Linked DNA regions of Triticum aestivum: region 2 is linked to region 1. Evidence: chromatin contacts called from public Hi-C data. All regions are on one chromosome and are shown on one strand. Each heading gives the region's core, a stretch centred on a gene start, on an enhancer-like site or on the middle of the called end of the contact. The rest is flanking DNA. Distances are from core to core; before and after follow the strand shown.

The links. Hi-C and Micro-C count contacts between places; a contact is called where the count stands out from the background.
Region 2: a Hi-C map of leaf shows a contact between it and region 1, with 4 times the contacts expected there. The contact joins the promoter of LOC123112791 here to the promoter of LOC123112790 in region 1. A contact is called at or near these places in 1 of 5 Hi-C or Micro-C datasets (leaf) and 1 of 1 datasets of contacts at active chromatin or transcription factors (leaf).

The regions. Positions count from the first base shown.
Region 1 is chr5B:502,151,500-502,155,569 of IWGSC CS RefSeq v2.1, reverse strand. LOC123112790 (probable 6-phosphogluconolactonase 4, chloroplastic) reads right to left here and starts at 2,788. Exons shown (of 3, transcript XM_044533884.1): 1 at 2,389-2,788; 2 at 2,155-2,290; 3 at 8-768. The coding sequence starts at 2,744. The coding sequence ends at 295.
Region 2 is chr5B:502,364,236-502,368,541 of IWGSC CS RefSeq v2.1, reverse strand. LOC123112791 (rab GTPase-activating protein 22) reads right to left here and starts at 1,421. Exons shown (of 5, transcript XM_044533886.1): 1 at 935-1,421. The coding sequence starts at 1,209.

The sequences.
Region 1 (4,070 bases), core at 1,539-4,038:
AGTAACAGGATGCAACAGGCATGGCATTTCATAGTCACGGGGCCATAACATTTAAAAGCACAAGTTTGGTAAATAATCCGAGCACCCGTTGGGCGCAATGCCTCACCAAATGTTATTTACTAAACGCTGGAAGCCGAGGGGGTGTCTGAAACACATTACTCTGAAACAGTATACTACAGTACGTACATAAAGCTCAAGTTCACCTTACAGGTGACCCACCAGGGAGGAATGCAACCGTGGGATTCACTTTTATTTTAAGTACGAGCTTAAACCCTTAGACCGCCATGGGACCCACTAGTTCTGCAGCATCGACACCGCCTCCTTGTCGGTGAACCAGGTGAATTCTCCATCATCAAGTATAGCCATCTCAACAGGGAGCAAATCAGATGTCTTCTTGTCCGAAATCGCCTTCTGCACTGCACCGGCTTTCCCAGCCCCAGTTACCACCATGGCGACATATGCGGACGAGTTGATCACCGGAAACGTGAATGTGATTCTCTGTGGTGGCGGCTTTGGAGAGTCCAAGATGTGGGTGACCCACTTCTTGTTCTCTTTAACAAGAGGATGGCCTGGGAAGAGAGAGGCGATGTGACCGTCAGGGCCCATGCCAAGAAGCTGGAGATCAAACCTGGGAAACCCAGTTGTCTTTGACATTGCAAGGACGCCATTCTTAACAAGTTGCTTCAAGATAGTTTCATAGTCCTCTGCTGCTCCCTCAGCAGACAAGGCATCATTGATAGCATACACTTGACCAGCAGGAATTGGTACCTACAAAGTAGAAGACATGACCCAGTTAAAGACTTCTCAATAGGTAGAAAGTTACATGTAGCTACAAAACTGATGAGAATGGAACAATTATACATAAGTAAGAATGTGTCACTATCTAAAGAACTGCAACTAAACATGTCACAGAAAATGAAAGTTGTATCACTTGAAAAAGCTGCAGATTTACAGGATTGATCTTTGCAAATGTTTTACCAGGTCACATAAACTGAACCTATGTAAGACCATATTTAGCCAGAACCGCATGTTATCTGTACCAGCTGTCTAGGTATTTTCCAACTGAAGCTAACATACCTACCCCAACTTGTTTGGGACTAAAGGCTTTGTTGTTGTTGTTGTTGTTGTTGTAAGCTAACATAAATATGGCGTTATGCCATACATGCAAATGACTTTGCACATCACTAGAATTTGTATGATAAATTAATAACATGAGTTTAATTATGATCTTCTTTAGCCAGGTATGCTGCACATGATTTTATATAGAAGTGCACGACAGGAGACACCATATGCTTTCATACTCACCAAATTTCTTACAAGGCATGGATTCATACACTCAGATATAGCTCCAAATCTATCCAAAGTTAACATGGTGAAGCTAAATGACCTGTTACCAAATCCAAGCATATAATCCTATTCCTTTACAACTCCCCGTCACTACAAGACACAAATTATGTCTTCCAAATGCCCTAAATTACCGTAGGAAAGACCTATATGGGTGGAAACCGGCAGTTGTTACCATAGATTCAAGCACGGCGGTCCACACTATCGAAAGGACTAACTAAACTTCTCGCAGAAAATGGAAGTTGCATCACTTGAAAAAGCTACAGATTTACAGGGTTGAATGTCACAAATGTAACTGAACTTATGTAAGATCACGTTTTGCAAGAATCACATGTTATCTGTACAGCTGATCACATGCATGATTTCCAACTGAAGTTAACATAAATATGACATGATGCCATACAAGCAAATGATTATGAGCATCGCTACAATTTGTACGATAAATTGATAACACAGGTTTAAATATGACCTTTTGTAGCCAGATATGTTGCGCATGGTTATATAGAAATGCACGGTGTGGAGGAGAGGGGCCATATGCTCTCACAAATATAATCGCTGAAATTCTTACTAGGCATGGATACACTCAAACAGCCCCAAATTTATTCGGAGGCTAACATGGTGAAGCTAAATGACCTGTTACCAATCCAGGCATTGCCATAATCCTGTTCCTCCATAACTCCCCATCACTTTCAAGCAAAAAATAAATAAATTATATCCTCCAAATGTCCTACCTTACGATAGGAAAGGCCTAAATGGGTAGATAACCGGCAGTTGAAAGGGGTAAATCTAGGAAGAACCCGTGGGGAATACCTTGGAGAGGAACCCATCCAGGGCGAGCTTGTAGTTGCTATCCTCGTGGTCCTTGGGCACGACCCTCTCGTCTACCCAGAACACATGCCACTTGCTCCAGTCAACCGTCTCCAGGTACGGCGCCTCCGTCAGCTTCCTGCGAAGCCAAAAGAAATCAGGGATCCTCACGCGATCCGGGAGACCCCGAGCAGCCAGAGAACGAGCGATCTCCGGGGAGGACGGGCGGGAACGAACCTGAGGGCGTAGATGAGGGATCCGCCGGAGAGCACGACGGTGACGGCGCCCCTCTCGGCGGCGAACTTCGCGGAAATATCCGCTGTGTACTTGGCCAGGGCCACCGCGAGGTTCTCCTCGGCGTCGAAGATGAGCAGGTCCCTCTTCGAGGAGGCGGCGGGGGCCGGGGCGGCCATCGCGGCGGCGGGGAGGAGGACGGGGGTCGTGCGCGCGGAGGAGAGGAGGCGGGGACGGGGGCAGGACCGGAGGCTCCGGACCGGGACGAGGGACGCCGGCGGCGAGCGGCGGCGGGCGAGGAGGGGAGGCAGGGAGGAAGATGCGGCGGCGGAGACGGAGACGGACATGGAGGTGGACATGTTATATGCGGGGTGTGGGGCTGGTGGCGGAGGCGACAGGTGGGTGGTGAGGCTCGCCGCGTTTTGTACCGTTGAGATCCTGATAGACGGCCGGCGTGCGGAGAAAGCCAGGCGAAGAAAGTGCGCCCAGCACTCCTCAAAATGTTCCAAATTCGCCGTTCCTTTGCCCGAGCAACTCAACGGCCGACCAAACTGATGGTGAATTTGACCGCCTTTTGTTCTTTTGGGTTAGTCAGGCAGACACGAGTGTCCGTTTCTGGGTCAGCACGTGCGCCCAACACTGATGCGACCCATTTCGACGGTGTAATAAAAAAGGACGGCCCCGCCACAAGGTCAGCTTAAAAAAAGATGACCGTCGTCGCTGACACGTGAGTCCGAGGTCATAAATTAAGCTGACCGGCAAGGTGACGGGTAGTTAGGCGACCGCCAGGTGGAGCCGCGGCGAACATCGAGAAGGCACGCGTGGTGTTCGTTCCGCGTCCGCACCGACGCATTTGGGGCGCAAATTTGGGCCGCAAATGCGTCGGCGCGGACGCAAAGCGGACGCGTTTTGGGTTTGGGTCGGCGCGTTAGTCCTCTTCTTTTGTCCGCGCGAATCCAAACGGACGGCGGCGGACGAAATAAGACGCCTCGTTGGAGTTGCTCTTGGGCCAATTAGTTTGCCAAGAATTTGTAAGAGAAATAGGAGTAGATGGATACTCATTGAAAATTATGTGTGTGTTTTGGCAAAAGATCAAAAACAGATTCAAAATATGTGATGGGCGAATATATTTTTTGGCAAGGCTAGTTTTGGCACCAAACAACATACATATATTCAACAACAAAAATACATACATACATTCATGGCTTGTTTCAAACGTAGGATAGACAATACAAGGAATGAAAACATAATGTTTGTGCAGATGTTAATAATCCCCCCAAATGGTAGAGAAATGGCAGAATTCCTATAGTTATTTATAAAGTTAATCAACGAACAAAAGGTCGCCTTGGGAACATTTCACAGATTCATTCCTATGGATTTTTTCTGTTCCAAGCAATTCTTAACTAAAAGTTGTTGTAAAGAACATTCTTAGCTTCTGTTTTATCCAAGGGATAAATGCCCTCAAGCTTTTACAAAGAATGATATGCCCAGAATTCAATGAGCAAAGTTACCACCAAAAGTTAATGCCAGTTTTATTACGCGACAACATAATAAAAACGGTAACATGGTACCACCAAATGCATCATTCAATAAACTTTTCGAACTTGTGTATCTTCCTTGCCATTGGCTCAATGCGTCACAATAATAACTAGGGGGATGCCAACGTCCAACCGTCAAACGTACAT
Region 2 (4,306 bases), core at 172-2,671, 210 kb before region 1:
AACGTATGATCATTTATATGTAGTTTTTTTATACTATATCACTACGTTGGTGAAAACAAATAAGCTGAAAGGCAACAGGATAATAAGTAAAACCTAAATGTATGTGTTTTGGGAACTGGTTTGTGGCACACAAGCTTAGATGGTTCATGATTGACAACGTTCCGTAACTCCACGTTAGCACAATTGCACAGAAGGAACTAGCTCAACTTTATAGGTAGCCGTGCCGTTCAGTGTGAAAGCTTCACTATCAATCAAACCAAACAAAAGCATAACATATTCAGTATTACTAATTTTTAAAGTTTTATTCAGTATAATTTTGGGATAAAATTTTGCTTTCCTTGGGGGGCAAGGTCACCCCCAAGGTCCTACATACCATGACATCTAACATTAAGAATCAACAAAAGCAACCTGAAGTAGTAGCTATTAATTCAAGCTAGCAGCAAGCAAGCTACCACTCGATTCAAACACCAAAATTCAAGCTGGCAGCAAGCAAGCTACCTCTCGATTCGAACACCAATGCGCATCGATACCTGAACTAATTCCTTAAGGCGACCAAGGAGTCTGTAATTTGACCACTAACATTATCACTAGGCCGGACCATACCTCGCATACTTAAAACTCACAAAAGAGGCATATTTGGAATAAAGTATAGAGCTAACTCATTCGTAGAAATGACAAGTGGTTGAAGGACTTAGCCAAGCCATCACCACACGATCTACTCTAATCGAGGCTGCAATGTAAAGCTCGACTGGATCGAAACAGAACGCAAAAAAACAAATTCGAGCATTTCAGTGGCCTCCAGGCCACCAATTCAACTACAGCGAGGTATGCCGGAGTGCATAGCACCAGATCAGAAGCTACGGAAAGGCTAAAAAGTTGGCATTTTTACTCGCTGGCTTTGGCCAATCCAGAGGGGGGAGGGGAGGGAACCCACCGATCCGAGCGCGGCGAGGAGGAGGCGGCGGGCGAGGACGAAGACGAGGCCGCGGCCGCCGCCGCCGAAGCAGACGCCAAGGCGGGCACGGAGCTCCCCGCGGCCGCGGCGGCCGCCGCCGCCGCCGCCGAGGAGGAGGAGGAGTTGGACGAGGCGGCCGCGACGAGGAGCGAGCGGATGTGGATCCAGGAGGAGGAGGGCGGGGACGAGGCGGCCGTGGGCGAGGAGGAGGAGGACGGAGAGGTCGAGGTGCTGGATCGCCGCAGGGCCTTCATGTCCGTCGGTCCGTCGGTCCCTCTCACCCACCTACTACCCTCCACGCTTTCCCACTAGCAGCAGCAGCACGGCCTCCGCCCCCGCCTCCCCGGCGCCATCCCCGCCGCCCCAGGATCTCGTCGCCGGCGCCGCGGAGCCTGCCACAGGTTAATCCGGTTTTTCCCCCACCGTGCTTTAACTCTAAGCTTTTGGCAAATGGACAGAAGTGGTAGGGGAGAGGGAGGGAGGGGGGGCATGTGACGCCAGTAAAGCCACACACACACACACACGGAGAGAGGGGAGTGGGTGGGGGTGCCGTGCGCGCTTCAACGGGCCCGGTCCGGGCTGCCACGCGGGGCCCGCCGGCCAGCGAGACACGCGGCATCGATGGCCAGACCTACCGCCGCTAGGACACGCATCGCAGGACACTCAACGGCCCAGCATTGAAGAGTCCCACGGCCGGCCGGCGTCCTCGGCTCTCTAGGTCAACTTCCCAAGATCTTTGCCTTTTTTTTTCTCAGTTATTGTACCCATGTTTATCCTCATTCACTGGCTACCTTCTCATTTTGATAAAAAATCGGTTTGTTGATGTACTCCTGGTCGCAAGGTTGAGTCTTTGGGTCAGACATCTGGTAGATGATGGGAAATGGGAGGATATCCATCCACACGGCTTGTTCTAGAGTTTCTTCGAATTTCTATTGTGTTGTATACAGGCCAATAGTGGTGTGCGGTGGAGTTGCCAAACGGCGTGGGCGGGCGGGATGGATGCGATGGAAGTTTGACTCTGTCGGCCGACACGTTTAGCCCGTGGAAGATCCATCTGGTGTTTAGGTAGCCAGTCAAGTCAACGGTTGACATAATAAGCATTTTTCGCTTGGGAGAAACGGAAGATGTCTGCTGTTGTTGTTGCGTGGACTCGTCTATCATCCGCTCTCTGTTTGAACTGGTCGCGCGCGTTCATCCGTTCGTTCGTTCATTCATGGATGGCACTGCTACGTGCCAAAATTAATACGTACTGACATGCCATGATAACAACGTACTCCTGTGCCCCCTTGGCGCGATGGTAGCTGCCAAGCTCCTCGGGCATGCATCTACGTTGGTGGCGCTGGCAAGCCAAAAATATTGTGCTGGTAATAGAATTTCTTATTTAAGCCCAGCTGCTGCTGCTAGTACAAAAATGAAAAACGCGCTTGCTCGAGGAGCATGGAATTTTCACTTGAAATTGCTCGAATATCTTCGCTTGCATGTATGCTGCATATTTTCATCGCCAAGAGTACGATCACCAAAATATATGAAGGCTTCCCCCCTCCGCATACAGACACAAAATTGCTAAAAATTGGGCTACATAAATTCTCCTCAAGGTGGGGCCTACATGTCAACGTGTCTTACTTCTTCCCCAAATCCCCCGTCTGTCATCTGCCATCACGGCATCCACTCATGTTGCTTATTGGCCTCCCTGGTCTCCTTACTACCACCACCTCCCTCCGCCTTCACATTCTCATCCTCTACCACCAACACCATCGCATCCCACCAGGGATGGAGCCAGGATTTAAGCATAGGGGGGGCGAAGACAATGGCACATGAGATTTTTTTTTCCCTTATGTTAACCCCCTTTACATCATTTTATTAACAAAATTAACCCCCTCTTAAATTCGTAAGAGAAAAAATAGATAGCAAATCTAAGCACTGATAGAAATACAACGACATAAGAGATGTAGATTTGTGAAATTTTATAGTGGCATAATTTTTGGATTAGGAGTTTGCATATCAATTAAATATTGGTCCGGCTATTACCTTGGTTCTTGGAATCCTCAGATTCATCATTTCCTCTAAAGAGACATAGAAATTATATATGTTTGGAACTAAATCATTCTTGCTTACCTCATGACATCAATAAAAATCTTTAGACTTAGTTCGGATTAGGTTGCTCCCCTTCGGTAGGTTGCACGTCGTTTGCAGTGGCATCATGTTTCGATGGTTGGGATCTTGAATCAATTCCGCTTTCTTCCTCTTCATGTCTACTGTCTACACAAGCACAAATAAAAAACAGAAAATGTATAATTGATTTTTAATGCCTATAGTCTGTATGACTATATTTCTATAATTTGTGAAGGCACGAACTAATCTAATTTGAACATAAACGACCTTTTTCCCCTTGTGTTTTTGCCGCTCATCAGTGCGTTAAGCCTTCCGGCAACATGTTTGTGGTCCGTAGATCGATGTCTCCCTGTCCGGGCGTCCCCTTCCCTTCTCCGCTTCTCGGTGGCGGCACGGCCGCGCGATGGGAAAGATTCGATCACAGCAATCCCTAGTGGCGTGACCGCCCGATGGAAAGATCCGATCGCAGCAGTCGTCCCTGGCGGCTTGGAAACGAAATTAGCAGCCATATGTGCGTGCGTAGTTCCACGATGGCCTTTTTCCAAGCCGATATGGCTCCTAATATAATTTTATTAGCCCAATACAACTAACATCCACGATGGCCTGCTTTGCATTCTTAGCATTGGGCTGTAGATGGGCTCGGGCTTAACCTTAATTAAAAGGCTGAAGAGGGATAGGGGGGGCAAAGCAATCACGATCAAGTGCACAGGTAAAAAAGATCAGCGAACAAGTCATACCTGTCAAGGGACGAGGCGATCGTTGGGGGGAGTCTAGCCCCCCTCGTCCCCCCTGCATCCGCCCCTGCATCCCACAACCTCGTGCTCCCCCGTTGTGGCGGAGGACCGGAGGAGAAGGACATGCAACAGGCAACACCCGTGCTCCTCTGCGTCCATGGCTGGCCACAAAGACCTCGGCATGTTGTCATAGCCCACTGTCGCTACATCTCTGACCCGCAGTCGATGACCACAAAGAGTCTCTCTTTACAAGGAAAAAAATGTTGGGTTGAAACGAAATTTTCTGCTAGCTTTGGCTGGGCAAGAGACACCCATGTCTTGCAAAGGCTGGATTTTTGAGTCAACCATCTGGTAGATTGGAAGAAATCCACACGGTTTCCACTAGTAGTACCATTTTCTTTTGTGGCGGGCCAATAATGTGCCAAACGGCATGGGCGGGAAGGGATGGATATGATCGAGTTTTGACCCTTTGGCCGACACGTTTAGCCAGTGGAAGATCTGGGCT